Regions from separate parts of the Sus scrofa genome. Here regions 2 and 3 are each linked to region 1. The links are chromatin contacts, called in public HiChIP or PLAC-seq maps. All regions are on one chromosome and are shown on one strand. Each heading gives the region's core, a stretch centred on a gene start, on an enhancer-like site or on the middle of the called end of the contact. The rest is flanking DNA. Distances are from core to core; before and after follow the strand shown. Region 1 holds the start of KCTD9 (BTB/POZ domain-containing protein KCTD9). Region 2 holds the start of BNIP3L (BCL2/adenovirus E1B 19 kDa protein-interacting protein 3-like). Region 3 holds the start of PPP2R2A (protein phosphatase 2 regulatory subunit Balpha).

Region 1 (2,583 bases), core at 37-2,536:
GACAACTTTTGGAGCTTAAATTAAAGCGAAATGTGGGAAACAAAGCGGATCTCATACTATAAAGCAAGGCTTTTAAACCTTAGCGAACATCAGAATTGAACTGGGCACCCTATTAGAAATGCAGCTTTGCAGATTCTCAAAAATTCTAATTCAGAAGATCTGGCTGGGCCCGGGAAATCTGCACTTTAAAAAGCAAAGGGGTGATCCAGAAGAACACACCTCTGAGAAACATGCCAAAAAAAAACATCTCTGCGGTAGCACCGTCCCTGAAATCCCACCCAGGCCACTCGCCTACCTTTCGCGCCCGCAGCTCCGCTCTCCTCCGGTCGGGTTTATTTTGAGCGCTCCACCGATGAGTGTCGTGCGCTCTAGACTTCGGCTCTTTGGTCCTGAAGGGTTCGCTCGAGAAAGCAACTGTCGGCCGCCAAACCAGCAGCGAGGAGGCTACCTCGTCCCCCGCCGCCGACGCTCGGATCCCCAGAGCCGGCGTAAACCTGAACCCTCCCCTCCACCCGGCCGCGGCCCGCCGCCCGATTCAAATCGCCAGCCCCGCCTCCTCGTCGTCCCGGCGTTGCTCTGCGAATCTCTACGCCGCCGCCATCCGCACGTGTGCACGCTCACCCCGAAGGCTCCCAGGTCTTCACCTCGCCGTCCCAGGAACAGGTGTGGCTTCGTGAGCTCGGAGGGACATCACCGCTAGCTGCAGTGACACAGTGACCAGGGAAACCAGCGATTGACCTCCGTCCGTGGAGACTACTTTCTTGAGAGTCTCGCGGAGGAAGCCTTCGGTTATGGCTTGTAGCTTAGTTCCCGCTCTTCCGATTGGATGCTGCAAACTTCGAAAAGAATCATTGGGCCAATCCTGACAGAACAGTCGGCTGCTCTTACCCAATCAGCCAGTCTCGACGGCAGCCGTTTCCTGTGTGCGCTGACAGAGTGGGAGGGGTTACAATAGGAAGGCGCTGACTGGTGTGGCTCGCTTTCAGCGCTCCGCCTCCTTCCATCAACCTCCGCCTCTGTATGCAGATGAGCTCTACCTGGTCTTGGCTTTGCGCCTGCTCAGTAACGCTTTGAGCCGCCGCTTGGCTCCTGGTTCAGCTCTGATTGGCCGATAACCCTTCTCCGTAGGCTAGACAGCAGTCTCTGTTCCCTCCTTCCACCTGGGTTGGGTTAGTAAGAGCCCGCCCAGTGCAGCGCGACGATTGGCTGAGTTCTGGCCGGCGCGGCCGGATGATTGGCGAAGCTTAGAGTCAGTTTGGGAGAGGTGGGGGAAGGGCCCCAGGCTGACTGAGGAGCCCAGGGGCGGGGTGGGAAGGAGGACCGGCCAACCTTGGGGTGTGGGACGGAGAGTGCGTGCCTGTGTGTGTGTGCGTCTGTAAGGGAAGGAAGGTGGCGAAGGGAGGAGAGTCCGAGTGGGTGGCGGGAGGGGAAGGGCGGGAGAAGAAAAAGGTGGGAGGAGAGCCAGGTGGGAGGGTGGCGACTCACTCAGGACCCAGTGGGGGCAGCGCGATGAGGCGGGTGACCCTGTTCCTTAACGGCAGCCCCAAGAATGGAAAGGTAAGGGGGTCGGGAGGAGGCGAGGCGGGCCCGTCTGCGGGGGGCGAGGGCAGCAGAGTGCGGAGCGGGCTCGCAGGGCAGAGGGCTGAAGTTGGGGAGAGGGGCTGGGAGCGGGGAGGTGGGCGTGCTCCGGGGTTGGGGGGTGTCCTGGAGAAGGTGTGCGTCGGGTCCCCGCGGCCTCCTCTCAACCTCGGGGATCCCTAGCCTGAGTCTGCCCTTGGACGCCCCAGCTGATATGGGGACCAGCGCAGGTCAGCTTGTGCTTAATGGTTCCTAAGTCCAGGTGGGGGTCCTGGAGAACAGAGGACCGCTGTCACCTGAGCGCTGGAGACTTCTATTCCTCTTCCCATCTCCCCCGATACCCCGCTGCCCCCCACCCCTGGCTCCCGAAAACGCTGGTTCCCACCTTCGTGCTGAGTAATGGTCTGCTCCAGAAAGTGGTGGTAACAACTAAGGCATGGGACATTAATCAGGTGAAAAGAATTAAACTCTTTTTTATCGGTGGATAAGTAAATCCCAGATCGAATAGAAGGATTGAAAATTAGTGACATTTTCCTGATGGTCCCCCCAACCCGCCCCTCTTTTAGGAACCCCAGCTCCGCCGCCGCCAAACTTCTGTACTCGCTTTATTAATCCACCTAATTTCATTTCCTTAGAGGACTGGGACAATAGACCAAAATGGGTTGATTTGACATTACTCTTTGCTGTGTTAGGCCTTTGTTGAGGGTGTGGTGCTAAATATTTGTGCAGCGCTGGAGCTAGCCAAAATGAATCCTGTTCCTTCTCAGCCTCTTGCCCCACCCATGAAAGTTGCTCGGCTTCTTTGGAAAATTTGACTGTTCAAGGCAGACATTTATGGTGTGGCTAAATGACGTTTAGAAATAACTAAGCCTTAGCGTCCGAGGTGAAGGTAGATTGCCCTCACTGTCTTATTTGCGAGAATGCTTTGTTTCCTGCATATTTAGGGAACATAAATTTTTAAATGTTGTCATTGTGCCAAGGTGAAGAAAAAAAAAATAAAGGGCT
Region 2 (2,583 bases), core at 28-2,527, 800 kb before region 1:
GAAAGATACTTAAGTGCCTTTGAATGTCATTTAAGCATCCAAATGATTTTTAAACGACTTCATCTGGCCATATGCTAACTGTCCCAACCACCTCTTCCAGGAGATGAATTACAGGAAGGTTAGGCAAGAACCTTTCCAAGACTTGCAGCCAGCTTTAAAGACAACTGGAAATAACCTTAGGACGTGATGTCTAAGCACCAGGATGTTAGGAAAAGCAACTGTAGTTGGTCGTAATTCGATACTGCCCTTAACTTTCAACTGCCCCGGTGTACGAAATTCATTGCCCCAGTCACTGTGATTTGTGCGATCTTGGATGGTTCAAGAGCTGTTCATAATCAGGTTTACAGGGCAAATAACCTCATCGTTTAAAAAAAAAAAAATTACTTGAGCAACTCTGAAACCTCTCAAAAAAAAAGTATCATAGCTTCCTCACCCCCCCTCACGTGATACAAGTAACCACTAAATTACCAAATAATTTTCCTAACCAGTCTGTGCTAACAAAGGGACGCAACAAGAGGGCTCACGTTCCGAGCCCTGGAGGGAAGGCCGACCCAGTGAGGGGTGGTCACCGGGCCTGGCCCAAGCTCCGCTGCACACTGGACCACCCGCCAGTCCCTCGGTCGCCCCCTCCCCTAAAACCGGCGCCTGCGTCCATCCCCCGGCGTCCCCGTCGCACGTCCCCATCCCTGCCCACGTCCCCTAGGCGGCCCGCTCCGCCCACCCTCCCTCCCCGCGCCCCAAGGCCCGCCCCTCCACGCCCCGATTGGCTGCACTCAGGGGCTCACCACAGGTGCGATCGGCTCGACCCCCTGATCTTCCCACCCACCTACCCTTCCCAAAGGCGAACCCAACAGCCCATCACCCAAGAACTCAGAAGGGAAAAGAGAGAGGTCAGGAGGAAGATAAGAGCAACTCCTCCTGACGGGTGATGGGAGCTGTCAATCACCCGCACATCCTCGACCTCGACCAATGGGCTGCCTTCTTTTCCCGCCCCCAGCGCGGAGCTGGCGGCGGCGGCCCGAGCAGCTCCTCCTCCCCCATCCCCTTTACCGAGCCCGCCGGGCCAGCACTTACTGTTGAGGCCGGCTGGCGGGGGCAGAGACTGTTCACCTTCCTCACAGTTGTTGTTGTTGTTGTGCAGAGGAGGCGGCTGCTCTACTAAGTGAGACATTGTCAGGCGGCTGGAAGAGCTGCGACCGCAGCAGTACCGTCTCTGGTTCTCCGGCAGCAACACAACAAGCCGAGTCCCCCGCCCCCTTTTCTGCGCCTGCGCAGTCCCTCCCCCGCCCCTGACGTCAGGGCCCGCCCCAGCCACGTGATGACAACACAACTGGCGACGGGGCGGGGCGCAGGCGTGCCCAGGAGAGCCACGGACTTGGAGACGCGCGAGTCACGGTGACGCCCGCGCCAGGAATGAATTCTTGCATGTCATTTGTATTGGCCGGATGGAGTGAGGTATGCGGCTGGAACCAGGATAGAGGATGGGCACAAGTGTGTCATGAGGAAGTGCAAGGCGCTCAGGCGCTGGCGCCCAAATCTCCCACACCTACAGTATCAACATTGTTTTATCCAATCTGTGAGCATTTCTTTTTTAATATCTGTAAGGACTCAGTCAGTAATAGGTATTGTGCTGACACAAAGAAAGCAAAAGAAGCCCTGGTGCCTCCCCGTCGTAAACCTAAAATAAAGCTGGTGGAACATTGACACTCCAGGCAGGGAACAATAAAGGCAGGCCAGACTTTCTAGTTGTTAAATAATGCAAAAATTTTTCATTACAGACCCCACGCAATCTTTGTTTTAAAAAGATGGAAAAGTTCAGGAAAACATAGAGAAGAAAACAATCATCCACATTCCATCACTTAACAATTTCTAGGACATAACATGGGAAGCCATGTTTCTTATACGTGAGTGACAGTAAACTATGTTCCAGAACACTCGCCCTGCTTCGTATCTCCATGACTTGTCGTTTCCTTGGTCTCATTTATGTGTGGCATTTATCTCAGCCTATCGCTTGTCCTTTAACCCTGTTTCATTCCTCAGAAGTTAAAATTTTCAGGCAATCACATCTATTATTTTCATATGCCTTGGGAACACCCTCACAGCAAGATACTGAATCCAGTCCCTATATATTTTTATAATTTTCTTATAGGTTTAATTTTTGTATTTATACCCTTAATCCATCTGAAATTTATTTTTATGTGTTGTGAATTGCTTAACTTCAGTTGTTCCCAATTGACCCAACAATATTAATTTTTGAGTCATCCTTTTCACACCAAAATGGCACCTCTATCAAATTCTAAATGAGTCCATTTCAGGTTTCTCTACAGTAGCTCTATCAGATAAATATTAGAGAAAGGACCTCCTTTTTTGTCTTTAAAAATTTTTTCATGACTAATTACTCTTCAGATGAACTTTGGGGAGATAATCGACATATTTACAAAGTTGTATACCATTCAGGCTGATATCCCTCCTTATTCTATCCTAAGTTTTTTAAAATGTTTGTATTAAAGTATAGTTGATTTACAACGTTGTGCCAGTTTCTGCTGTCAGAAAAGTGACTCGGTTGTACATATAAGTACATTC
Region 3 (2,583 bases), core at 46-2,545, 680 kb before region 1:
AGTCCTTGAATGTTTCTATTTCCCTTCCAAGCACAGAGGGGGAAATTCCTGGATCTATGAAGAAAGAAACTGAATAAATCTAGAATTGATTCTACTAGATGAAAGAAGACAGCTACACCAAAATGTGCAAAAATAATCCTCAAAGCAATTACCTTTTTCTCTTCCTTCACCTCCATTCCTTGCTAAATATTCCAATCTGGTTTTCTCTCTGCATCCTTTCCCCCCCAAGCTTTTACCTAATTCTCTCTTCCCCTTGGCTATTTATATCTCTGAACTCCACAACTATTTTAAATAACTCCAAGAAACCCTTTTGGGAAAAGGACATCTGCACAAAAGCTAACGTGCAAAACAAAGTTTAAATTACATTTTTCATGGAACTTGCTTTATTAAAAGCCTTGCAGTCTTTGGATGTAAAGGTAAAAGAAACGAAAGGGAGATGGTTCCAGACAAAAAATTCAGGCTTACAGTCTCAAAAATCTACGTACTCACAGTGGAAAGAAATACACATATGTCCCCATTGTATTTTAACTTGTAAAGCACTCTTCCTTTTCAGTGCAAAATATATTTATTTGTAGAAACACCCAAGAAGGCTTGCAGCCAGGGGAAAAATAAGAATTAAAGGAAGGAAGAGCGGCAAAAAGCCCCCCCGCCTGGGGGGGGCGGAGGTTACACCGGGCTCCCGAGCAGCAGGGACAAATCGGCACTCGCCCCCACCCCGCCCCACCCACGCCTTACCCCTCGGATCGCCGGCACACACCCCACCCCCACCCATGCCCAGGCTCCAACCCTCATTTTAAAAGCCATTTCGATACCACAGCGACCACTCGCCTTCCCACAGCCCTCCCCACCCCCACCCCACCCCACTTGACCAATACCCTGAAATCCGAGGGGCGCCCCGTGGCTCTGCGAGAAGCACAGGCGGTCGCTAGGGGTGATGGAGGGAGGAGGAAGGAAGCGGTGCCTTGTCAGTGGAGAGGGTGATTTCTCCTTTACCTGCCATGTTGCGCTGCAAATGGTGACCCTGCTGGGTTCCTTGGGGTCTCCGCTTCCTGAACTCACCCCCCTCACCTGGGGATGGGGGGTAGAGAGGGCGGATGGCGGCGGATGGCACCTGTGGGGGAGGGGGCGGGGGTCGGGGGAGAAGGAAGGAGGGGCGGGCAGACCAGCCGGCAGGATGGTGGATTTCACTCTGGGGCTTCCCCACTCTTGCTCTTTCTCCAGCAGCGGCGGCGGCAGCTACGACAGCGACGGCGGCGGCAGCGGCAGGGCAGGCGACTCCACTTTCAAAATGGCGCCGGCTGGCCTGGCCAGTGACGTCACCAGGAGGGCGGAGCCGCCGGGCTGGGCCGGAGGGGCGGGGCGGGGTGAGGGCTGGGGCCGAGAGCAGAGGGGGAGGGGCAGGGAGCGGCCCGGCGGGCTCCTGGCCACGCCCCTTCCCGCTCCACCCCGCCCTCTGCGTCCCGGCGGCCCTGGCCCGCGCGAAGCTAGGCCTGATGGCAGTATCCCCGGTGCCCGCCCTGCCGGTTCCAGTCCGAGGTCCTGCCGCACATCGATGCCCACACCCACGCTCCAGAGCCTAAACTCTGGGGCCCGCGCAGTGGTGCGATTAATGTGCTCGCCCGTAGGGATCGATGGGGTCCTGTGTCTGCTTAGAGAATACCAGTATTGCTACTTAAAATAATAACACTGTCGGTCAGCCCCGAGGCCAATAAAATAAAGGACGGTGGTGCAGACTTGCTGCTCAGCCAAGGTGAAAGTTCGAGGATCTGAGAAGGACGTAACTGGGCTGGTGCCATCTGAGTGAATTAAATTATCTTCTCTTAGGCCCCGGGAACTGAGGCCAGAGCCCTTGGCAACTGAAGGCAGTTAAGAGTGGTTTCAAAAAAGGAAACTGAGTTTGCTAGCAGCAGAATATGCCGGAAAAAGTGGCCCAGGTCTGTCCAGCCTGGCCCAGATCTGTCCAGCCAAAAGTATAGAAACAGTAGTTAAGAGCTGGGCTCTGAAGCCAGGATGGCAAATGCTGACTCCACGCAGGAGATGAAGGGAACAATCCTACTACCTTTTAGGATTGTTTCAAGGATTAAATGACTTACTTCGATGTTAGCTGCAGTTATTGTTATTTGTTTTGAAAGCATCTTCAGTGGAATTAAAAGGAATTAACAGGAAAAAATTGGAGTTCTCCTGGGGCTCAGTGGTTTAAGGATACCACATTGTCAATGCAGTGGCTGGATTCGCGGCTGTGGCTGAAGTTTCAATCCTCCACCCAGGAATTTCCACATGCCTTAGACAGGTCAAAAAAGCAGGGGGTAGGGAAGTGGGGGGGATGTATAAGGGGGAAAAAAAATATCATCATCCAAGAGGTGATGTGTACCTTCCTTCAAAGATGCACTAACTGGAATTCCCCGTCGCGGCTCAGAGGAAACCAATCTGACTAGAACCCATGAGGATACACTGGTTCCACCCCTGGCCTCACTCAGTGGGTTAAGGATCCTGCAGTGAGCTGTGGTGTATGCTGCTTGCGCAGCTCGGTTCTGGCATTGCTGTGGCTATAGTGTAGGTCGGCAGCTGTAGCTCCGATTAGAC

Evidence for each region. HiChIP or PLAC-seq counts read pairs in DNA pulled down with a chosen protein or histone mark.
Region 2: an H3K27ac HiChIP or PLAC-seq map of alveolar macrophages shows a contact between it and region 1. The contact joins the promoter of BNIP3L here to the promoter of KCTD9 in region 1. A contact is called at or near these places in 1 of 5 promoter capture datasets (fetal liver), 1 of 47 Hi-C or Micro-C datasets (embryonic fibroblasts) and 1 of 2 datasets of contacts at active chromatin or transcription factors (alveolar macrophages).
Region 3: an H3K27ac HiChIP or PLAC-seq map of skeletal muscle shows a contact between it and region 1, with 3 times the contacts expected there. The contact joins the promoter of PPP2R2A here to the promoter of KCTD9 in region 1. A contact is called at or near these places in 1 of 5 promoter capture datasets (fetal liver), 1 of 47 Hi-C or Micro-C datasets (skeletal muscle) and 1 of 2 datasets of contacts at active chromatin or transcription factors (skeletal muscle).

Annotation. Positions count from the first base shown.
Region 1 is chr14:9,516,389-9,518,971 of Sscrofa11.1, reverse strand. It overlaps KCTD9 (BTB/POZ domain-containing protein KCTD9), which reads left to right and starts at 1,286. Exons shown (of 12, transcript XM_003132815.6): 1 at 1,286-1,557. The coding sequence starts at 1,510. It overlaps CDCA2 (cell division cycle-associated protein 2), which reads right to left and starts at 1,209. Exons shown (of 18, transcript XM_003132816.4): 1 at 296-1,209.
Region 2 is chr14:10,317,382-10,319,964 of Sscrofa11.1, reverse strand. It overlaps BNIP3L (BCL2/adenovirus E1B 19 kDa protein-interacting protein 3-like), which reads right to left and starts at 1,277. Exons shown (of 6, transcript XM_001927592.4): 1 at 1,075-1,277. The coding sequence starts at 1,171.
Region 3 is chr14:10,194,100-10,196,682 of Sscrofa11.1, reverse strand. It overlaps PPP2R2A (protein phosphatase 2 regulatory subunit Balpha), which reads right to left and starts at 1,295. Exons shown (of 10, transcript NM_001164020.1): 1 at 994-1,295. The coding sequence starts at 1,000.